Linked DNA regions of Sus scrofa: region 2 is linked to region 1. Evidence: chromatin contacts called from public HiChIP or PLAC-seq data. All regions are on one chromosome and are shown on one strand. The core of a region is the stretch at or near the end of the contact, and the rest is flanking DNA. Distances in the headings are between cores, read along the strand shown.

Region 1 (3,975 bases), core at 1,139-3,638:
TCGATGCAAATCTAGCTATATAAGAAGTACCATCTTGGAGTTCACTTGTAACTCAGTGGGTTGGGGACTGGGTGTTGCTGCTGTGATTCTGGTTATAGCTGAGGCATGCGTTCGATCCCTGGCCTGGGAACTCCTGGGTGCTACAGGTGTTGTCAAAAACAAAAAAAAAAATGTCATCTCATGGGGTCACCTTTAACACAATACCCCCGACTACTAATACAGACCTCAACAAAGGTAACTTGTGGCTTTAATTTAAATATGATTGGTTTTTAAAAATCCTATCTTGAGGGAATTTCCGTTGTGGCTCAGCGGTAACATATCTGACTAGTATCCATGAAGAAAAGAGTTTGATCCCTGGCCTCAACCAGTGGGCTAAGGATCTGGCATTGCTGTGAGCTGTGGTGCAGGCTGGCAGCTGCAGCTCTGATTTGACCCCTAGCCTGGGAACTTCCATATGGCGAGGATTTGTCAAATCCACAAATCCTGTTTCAAAGTAGCAGGTAGAAATAAAAATGGTAGTGATGGACTGTAAAATCAACAAATGTTAAAAAAGAAAAAAAATACCACAAATACTCCTTAGTATTCAAGATGTGTAACTGACAACAATTTAAGTTTAGGTAACAAATGGACCCTAAAAGGGGAAAGGAACCCTTGGTGGACTTTTGGCCAAGACAGGAAAGGTCTCAAGTTTAGGTAATGATTTCCTATTTGCTTTTACTACTTAGTACTAACTGATAAAAGACTAATGTAATGTAATCCACCAACTCTTAAATATAGCACCAAATGCTAGAGTCCATTACTCTGCTCTCCTCAAGCTTCACACTTAATCAATTACCTATCTACCCTCACTTAGATTAGTTTAAGTTTTAATTATACATCCACTTGTATTCTAAAGGGGATGAAACAACTCAAGGCATTATTGCAAATAAGAGACCATTCACCAAGGGAAGATACACACAATGGATAAAAGATAAGAATTTGATCTTAAGTATTTTTACCTCTTCTTCCAAATCTACCACTTGTTGCTCCAGCTCACTCATTCGAGCTTTCTTTCGGTCTCTGGCAGTCTGAGCTGCTACTCTGTTTTTCAGTTTCCTGAGGACAGAAAGAGATACCACACTGACTCATCTTAAACCTTATTCATAGCTTTATTTGAAAACCTGGCCAGCTGGTGCTTTCATTTTTAACTTATAGCATAAGGCAGACTAATGGTAAAATACACTTCAGACTTCACCCTTCAAAGAAACAAAACCGAAAAATTAGCCTTCTGTGGATCTAGCTTGAAAACCTGCTTTATTCTCCCCCATATTGCGTCATCCACCTCAGTCTTATCCCGGCCACAGCACTGAGGCTGGACACACAGCGTCATGAGATATCTCCTCCTCCCCTTTCTACTCTGCTGCTGCTTCCCGACTCCCTCGAACAGGATCCAACCCGGACTGATTAAATCTAATGTGGGTTGCAATGCCGCTGACATAAACGCTCCCTCAGCAAACAGCTCAGACGGGTGAAAGGCTGAGGCGATTTTTGCCCTGGTGCTGAGGCCGGTCGGCTCGAGAAGCACTTAATAAATCACAAAAAGCAAACAGATCATAGAAGAACTAATATTTAAGGAGGACTAAGTACTAGATATTTCTCTATTTCCCCAACGACCTCAGGAGGCAAATATCATTTTAAGGACGCAGAGACTGAGTTTGACTAGTGAGCCTTCTAAGGCTCACAGCCCCTTCAACAGCTGTCATTTCAGACCCGTGCGCCTCCAAAAAGGAGGTAAATCAATGGACTCCATGTTACAGCCCTAATTCAGAGAAGCTTAACAACGGATTTGTGGTCACACAGCGAGAGGGCCCAGAACCCAGGTACTCGCAGACCCAGCTGTGGTCATCTCTAATGAGAGAGAAAAGAATTTAATAAAAAAGGCCTGCTCAGCCCTGGACTCCACCCAACGCAGTAGAGCGGCCGGTCCAGACTTCCTGCCCTCGCCCCGCCCCGCGCCACGCTGGCGCTGGCACCCAAAAGGCCGTCAGAGACCGACCGTGGCGGGAGGTCAGCTCCCGGCCCAGAACCCCTGTCTCTCCTTCGGATTGGCTCTCAGACCTCGGGCCCTAGCCCTCTGGGTCCGCGCCCCGACCCTCGCCCACCTCCGTAACGCCTTCTCTTCGGGGCTCAGGTGCGTGAGGCGCTGTCTCTTGCGCGTCTGGGGCGGCCCCCCGCTTGCCGCCTCCGGGCTGGCCCCTCGCTGGCCCGGCACCATGATAGGCAGAGCCCGGCCGGCCGGAGCTCCAGCGGCGGCGGCGGCGGCGGGCTTCCCGGAGAGAAGCAGTACTTTGGGGGCCCCGGCGGCCGGGCTCTGCGCAGCTGCCACCACCACCATGGCTGGAGCGTGTCTACGCCTGTGCGCGCCGCCGCCGCCCAGTGGGCCAGCCCCCCCAGCGCCCAGCCTTTCTAGGATCGTGGCCCTCCACGATTGGCCAGCTCCGTGTGATGTAGGCATATCTCAGCGCCTATTGGTCCGGTGGACCCGAAGGGGGCGGTGCCAGGGCGTCCAGCGTGGCATCCGCGGTGCTGGGCTGGGGACGCTGGGCTTTTTTTTCCGCTCGGCTGACCGGTAGGCGTCGCTGGGTGGCGGGCTGGTAGAGGGTTCTGGAGGGCTGGGTTGTGGAGAGCCCCTAAGCTGGTGAGGAAGAGTCTGCAGCCCGACGGAGTTTCTTCAGTAAATAGATTTCTCCCCGAATGACAAGAGTTGAATTTCAAACCAGGAGATTTCCAGACTGACGAATTTTTACCAAGACTAACAGATTTTTACCCAGTCTGACAGAATTGTATCTCATTCCCCACTTAGGGCCCAGAGTGCAAAATCGAGAGACAGTTCAAATTGGGCCTTGGGTTAGAAAAATGCTTGCAAAAACATTCTGCAACATAAGTCTTCAGGAAATGAGGTCAAGTACTTTAAAACTGGGTTCAGGAGTTCCCATTGTGGTGTAGCGGGTTAAGGACGTTGTCCCAGTGAGGATGTGGGTTTGATCCCTGCTTGTAGCTCAGTGGGTTAAGGATCTGTGTGTTGCCACAAGTTATGTGGTAGGTTGCAGATGCAGCTGGGTCTGGTGTTGCTGTGGCTGTGGTTTAGGCCTATAGTTGCAGCTTGGACTCAGCCCCTAGCCTGGAAGCTTCATATGCCACAGGTGCAGCTCTTAAAAAAACAAAACAAAAACTAGGTTTATTGAATTAGAAAGATGTGGTATATATACTCAATGGAATACTACTCAGCCATAAAAAAGAACAAAATAATGCCATTTGCAGCAACATGGAAGAAACTAGAGTCTCTAGTTCTAAGTGAAGTAAGTCAAAGAGAAAGACAAATATCATATGATATCACTTATATCTGAAATCTAATACACAGCACAAATGAACCTTTCCACAGAAAAGAAAACCATGGATGTGGAGAACAGACTTGTCCATTGCCAAGGGGGAGGGGGAGGGAGTGGGATGGATTGGGAACTTGGTTAATAGATACAGACTATTGCCTTTGGAATGGATTAGCAATGAGATCCTGCTCTGTAGCACTGGAAACTGTGTCTAGTCACTTATGATGGAGCATGATAATGTGAGAAAAAAGAACCCATACGTGTATATGTAACTGGGTCACTATGCTTTATAGTAGAAAATTGACAGAACACTGTAAACCAGCTATAATGAAAAAAAAATCATTATATATTTTTAAAAATTAAAAAAAATAGGTTTAAGTGAAAGCTTAATAAATCATAGGTGTTCTCTCTGAGTGGCAGGAATATGTGTGTGTGTGTAATTTCTAAACTGTCTACTGAGTATACATATTATTTACTTATTTTAAATGAAAATAAGATGTTTCCACGTATAAAAGATGAGGAAAGGTTCAGGGCTTCTGCCTGCAGCAGCCCTTGTGAAAGAGAGGCCTCCAAACTGTAGCTAGAGATCAGTTAAGACACAGGAATATTA
Region 2 (4,251 bases), core at 1,404-3,903, 92 kb before region 1:
ATGGAGAACAGTTTGGAGATACCTTAGAAATCTATACATAGAACTTCCATATGACCCCGCAATCCCACTCTTGGCATATATCCGGACAAAACTCTACTTAAAAGAGACACGTGCACCCGCATGTTCATTGCAGCACTATTCACAGTAGCCAGGACATGGAAACAACCCAAATGTCCATCGACAGAGATGGATTCGGAAGAAGTGGTATATATACACAATGGAATACTACTCAGCCATAAAAAGAATGACATAATGCCATTTGCAGCAACATGGATGGAACTAGAGAATCTCATACTGAGTGAAATGAGCCAGAAAGATAAAGACAAATACCATATGATATCACTTATAACTGGAATCTAATATCCAGCACAAATGAACATCTCCACAGAAAAGAAATTATGGACTTGGAAAACAGACTTGTGGCTGCCTGATGGGAGAGGGAGGGAGTGGGAGGGATCGGGAGCTTGGGCTTATCAGACACAACTTAGAATAGATTTACAAGGAGATCCGGCTGAGTAGCATTGAGAACTATGTCTAGATACTCATGTTGCAACAGAACAAAGGGTGGGGGAAAAAATGTAATGTATACATGTAAGGATAACTTGATCCCCTTGCTGTACAGTGGGAAAATAAAATAAAATAAAATACATCTGCATAAACTACAAAAAAGAAACATTGAGAGAAAAAAGCACCTAATTTTCAACTTTTTTTCCTCAGGTGCAATCTCAACTCCTAAAATATTGTCTTCCTATACATTCATATTTTGTTCATGAACAACTACTGAAATTAAATCTACTGAAATTCAAAAAACATTTAAAAAAAAAAAAAACAGCCCCTGAAATATCGAATAACTTTCAATCCAACAATTCTACTTTAGCCTTGACTATGAACTAAACATAAATCTCAATTTCAAAACATCACATAAGGGAGTTCCCCTTGTGGCCAGTGGTAATGAACCCGACTATTATCCATGAGGATGCAGGTTCAAACCCTGGCTTCACTCAGTGGGTTAAGGATTCGTCACTGCCCTGAGCTGTGGTATAGGTTGCAGATAGGGCTAGGATCCAGCGCTGCTGTGGCTGTGGCATAGGTAGGTGGCTACAGTTCCAATTTGACTCCTAGCCTGGGAAATTCCATATGTTGCAGGTGTAGCCCTAAAAAGACCAAAAGAAAAAAAAATCACATTAAGATTATAAATACTGAGAGGTTTAAGCAAATTGCCAAATTTTCTGAATAAACAGTAATTCAGATTTGCTTTGATGAAAATGTAAATATTTACCTGCCTCAAAAGAACAAAATCCTATAAGCCTAGTGTTCCCAAATGATGAAGAAAAAAAATACATTTTTGTTATTCAGAATTTTGATTCATAATTAACTTACCTAGGTATACAGAGTTGATGGTTTATACTAAGCAATATATAGCCTGCCTTTGCCTAAAACATACTGAAAACAAGGCATTTGTAAAGTCACAAAAGTTGGGACCTGAGAAGAATCACATCATGCAGTAAATCTGACAGATATTAATATCAAAAAAGGTCCTGAATATATCCCCAAGAACTATTTTGAAAACTCTTTAAGCCTTCCTACAAATATTTACTAACCATCTACCATGTGCCAAGCACTGGCGCGGTTCCAGAATGCCATGGTGAGCTATAAACAGAAGAGGTCCCTGCTCGCAGGAAGCTTACCGTAAAATAGTGCTTGTCAAATCTGCCTGATTACAATAACTTTGGAGCTTTTGAAAAATTCAAAATCAGTTCCTCTGCCTTGGAGAGTCTGAGTCCGTGGGCCTGGCATGAGTTGTGACGCCTGTATTTTTATCAAGCGCTCCAGATTACTCCTTTGCCCTGGCTGTTTGGAAGGCCAGTGCTCATGGGCATCCCATCCCATCCAGCGGCCCGCCACACCTCCAAAGTCTAATTTCACTCATCGTCCTTCACCCTGAGGGATAGACACCGAAAACACACTAGGAAGCCGAGGTGGATGTAAGTCAATCCAAAATCACTCTGTGCTGAGCCACTGACGGACTTGTTCCCTTCCAAAGACGGACAGCTCATTCCCTTAGATTCCACCTGAGGCTGCCTGCACCTGAGCTTCCTGGGGCTGCGCCGACACCTGTCCCCCCAGCCGCTGCCGTCTACCTCTCCCGTGGGCCCGGGGTCGCCGGCAGCCACCGCCCCGCGGGGATAGAGGCCGGGGGAAGGCACCGCGCTCATTAGGCGCCGACTGTATACCAACCCCCCGCCCCCCACTCCACCCCGCGCGCACACACTACCGCAGAAACCCAGGCGGGCAGGCGGCAGACCCGGTCCCGCCGCCGAGCCGCTCGAGGCAGGGCTCGAACCTCGACGGTGGGGCGGCTTCCGCCTTACAGGCGCTCCTCAGCCACGGAGGCCCGGCCCGGCTCGCACCGACGGAGTTTCACAAAGAAAGTCTCCCGGCCCGCGCCCCTCACACACTCACCGGCGCCGGCGCCGGAGGCGACTCGGGCTCCCGGTGCCTTTGGCTCCGTACCAGGGTTGACCCCGGAATGGGCTCAGGCGCCGGCGGCAGCGACTGCTCCATCGCCGCGGGACCCGGGCCGCGTCCGCCTCGAGCTAACGGTCCCGCCAGCTAGGCGCGCGCGCCGGCTCCGCGCGCCATGTTCCCGCCGTGCCGCGCGCGGCCGCGGCAGCTCACACCACCCCCCGCCGCGCACGCTCCCCGCGCGCCTCCGCGGCCCCCCCCGACCGCGCACGCGCGCACTCGCTAGCCCCCTCCCCGCGCCCTCGGGAGCCATCCGCTGTTCCCAGAGTCGCGCCAACGCCCTCCGCATCGGCCCAGTCTAGGCCTGAGCGCTAGCGGTTCTGGGCTGGGCGCTGCCGCCTGGAGTCTTGCGGACCATGCGGGGCAAAACCCTTGAGCTGCTACCCGGCACTCCTGCTTTTTGTTTACCTGCTTGGGCTTGGGGCGACAGGATGGGCCAAAAGGAAATTACCCGCAAGAAGTGCTGGTGTGAAGAAGCCGCTGAGGCGATGAGATCTCATCCTGGAGGTGTGTGAACACGTGCGCCAGTCTTAGTGGCACAGATGATGTTCATATCCCCGGGAAGCCAGACGCAATGGGGAACTCGAGTTCAAGTCCTGCAACTCCGCTAACCTTTGCATGATTAAGGTCAGGTCTCCAGCAGCCTTTTTCTCCTTAATTAGGAAGTCGGACAACTAAGGAGTGCTATCGGGAGGACTTAAAATAATCCAGCTAAAGTGTCAATATTGTGGTAAGCTGGTGACAAGATTTAGGTAACTTTTTTTTATGATTAAAACCCAAGGCTTGGAGTTCCCCTCGTGGCGCAGCAGTAAACGATTCCAACTAGGAACTATGAGGTGGCAGGATCGATCCCTGGCCTCATTCAGTGGGTTAAAGATCCGGCGTTGCTGTGAGCGTGGTGTAGGCTGCAGCCACGGCTTCAGTCTGGCGTTGCTGTGGCTGTGGTGCAGGCCGGCAGCTGTAGCTCCAATTCAACCCCTAGCCTGCGAACTTCCATAGGCCATGAGTGCGGCCCTAAAAAGACCGGGGCGGGGGTGGGGGGGGAACGGCCTCTTGAAAAGAGAAATTTTCGGTTCAAGTCTTGCCTCCACCACTCATAAACTGGGAGCAGGTGACTTGACAGAGCCAGAGAGCCCTGATCTCTGAGTCTACAAAGTACAAAGGGAGGAGTTGTAGTAATACCTCACAGGCTTGAGGTGAGCTCTCAGATGAGGCACATAAGGTCTCTGAGCACAATGCCTGGCACACACCAAACTCTCCAAGCTTCGATGGTGTAATTCCAGCCCTATCCTTCCAAGACTCCTGAAAGTTTAATGAAGGGGGCTCTGCTCCCAAATCCTGTGGTATAATTAGCTGGGAGGGGGTTCACTCAGCTGTGGGGCTGGATAGATTGTTACTTCCCACATCTTCACTTTCCATTCTCTGCCCCAAACCTCTCTGAAAACCCTAAAGCTGGCACAAAAACAACAGCAGAGAATGTTTTCCCTACTTAAAAAAAAAAAGAAAAGAAAAAGAGTATCCAGGGGTCTCTTGGAATTTGTAAAATTGTTTATTAGTCTGGCCTTTTCCAAAAAAAAAAAAAAAAAAAAAACAAAAAACTTTTTTTTGATTTTAAAAACTCAACCCAGAATAAAACAATAAAAGGAACATACTGAAAAAATCCTGGGGCTGGAACCTTACTTCAGGCATTTGGAGCCAGGTGCTCAAACAATAACCTCTATCTGT

Evidence for each region. HiChIP or PLAC-seq counts read pairs in DNA pulled down with a chosen protein or histone mark.
Region 2: a contact with region 1 is called in an H3K27ac HiChIP or PLAC-seq map of alveolar macrophages. The contact joins the promoter of TTC28 here to the promoter of XBP1 in region 1. A contact is called at or near these places in 1 of 5 promoter capture datasets (fetal skeletal muscle), 3 of 47 Hi-C or Micro-C datasets (epiblast stem cells, fetal heart ventricle and skeletal muscle) and 2 of 2 datasets of contacts at active chromatin or transcription factors (alveolar macrophages and skeletal muscle).

The regions. Positions count from the first base shown.
Region 1 is chr14:46,014,138-46,018,112 of Sscrofa11.1, forward strand. It overlaps XBP1 (X-box binding protein 1), which reads right to left and starts at 2,389. Exons shown (of 6, transcript NM_001271738.1): 1 at 2,142-2,389; 2 at 999-1,095. The coding sequence starts at 2,374.
Region 2 is chr14:45,922,373-45,926,623 of Sscrofa11.1, forward strand. TTC28 (tetratricopeptide repeat protein 28) reads right to left here and starts at 2,654. Exons shown (of 24, transcript XM_021074051.1): 1 at 2,464-2,654. The coding sequence starts at 2,565. It also overlaps a transcript of CHEK2 not described here.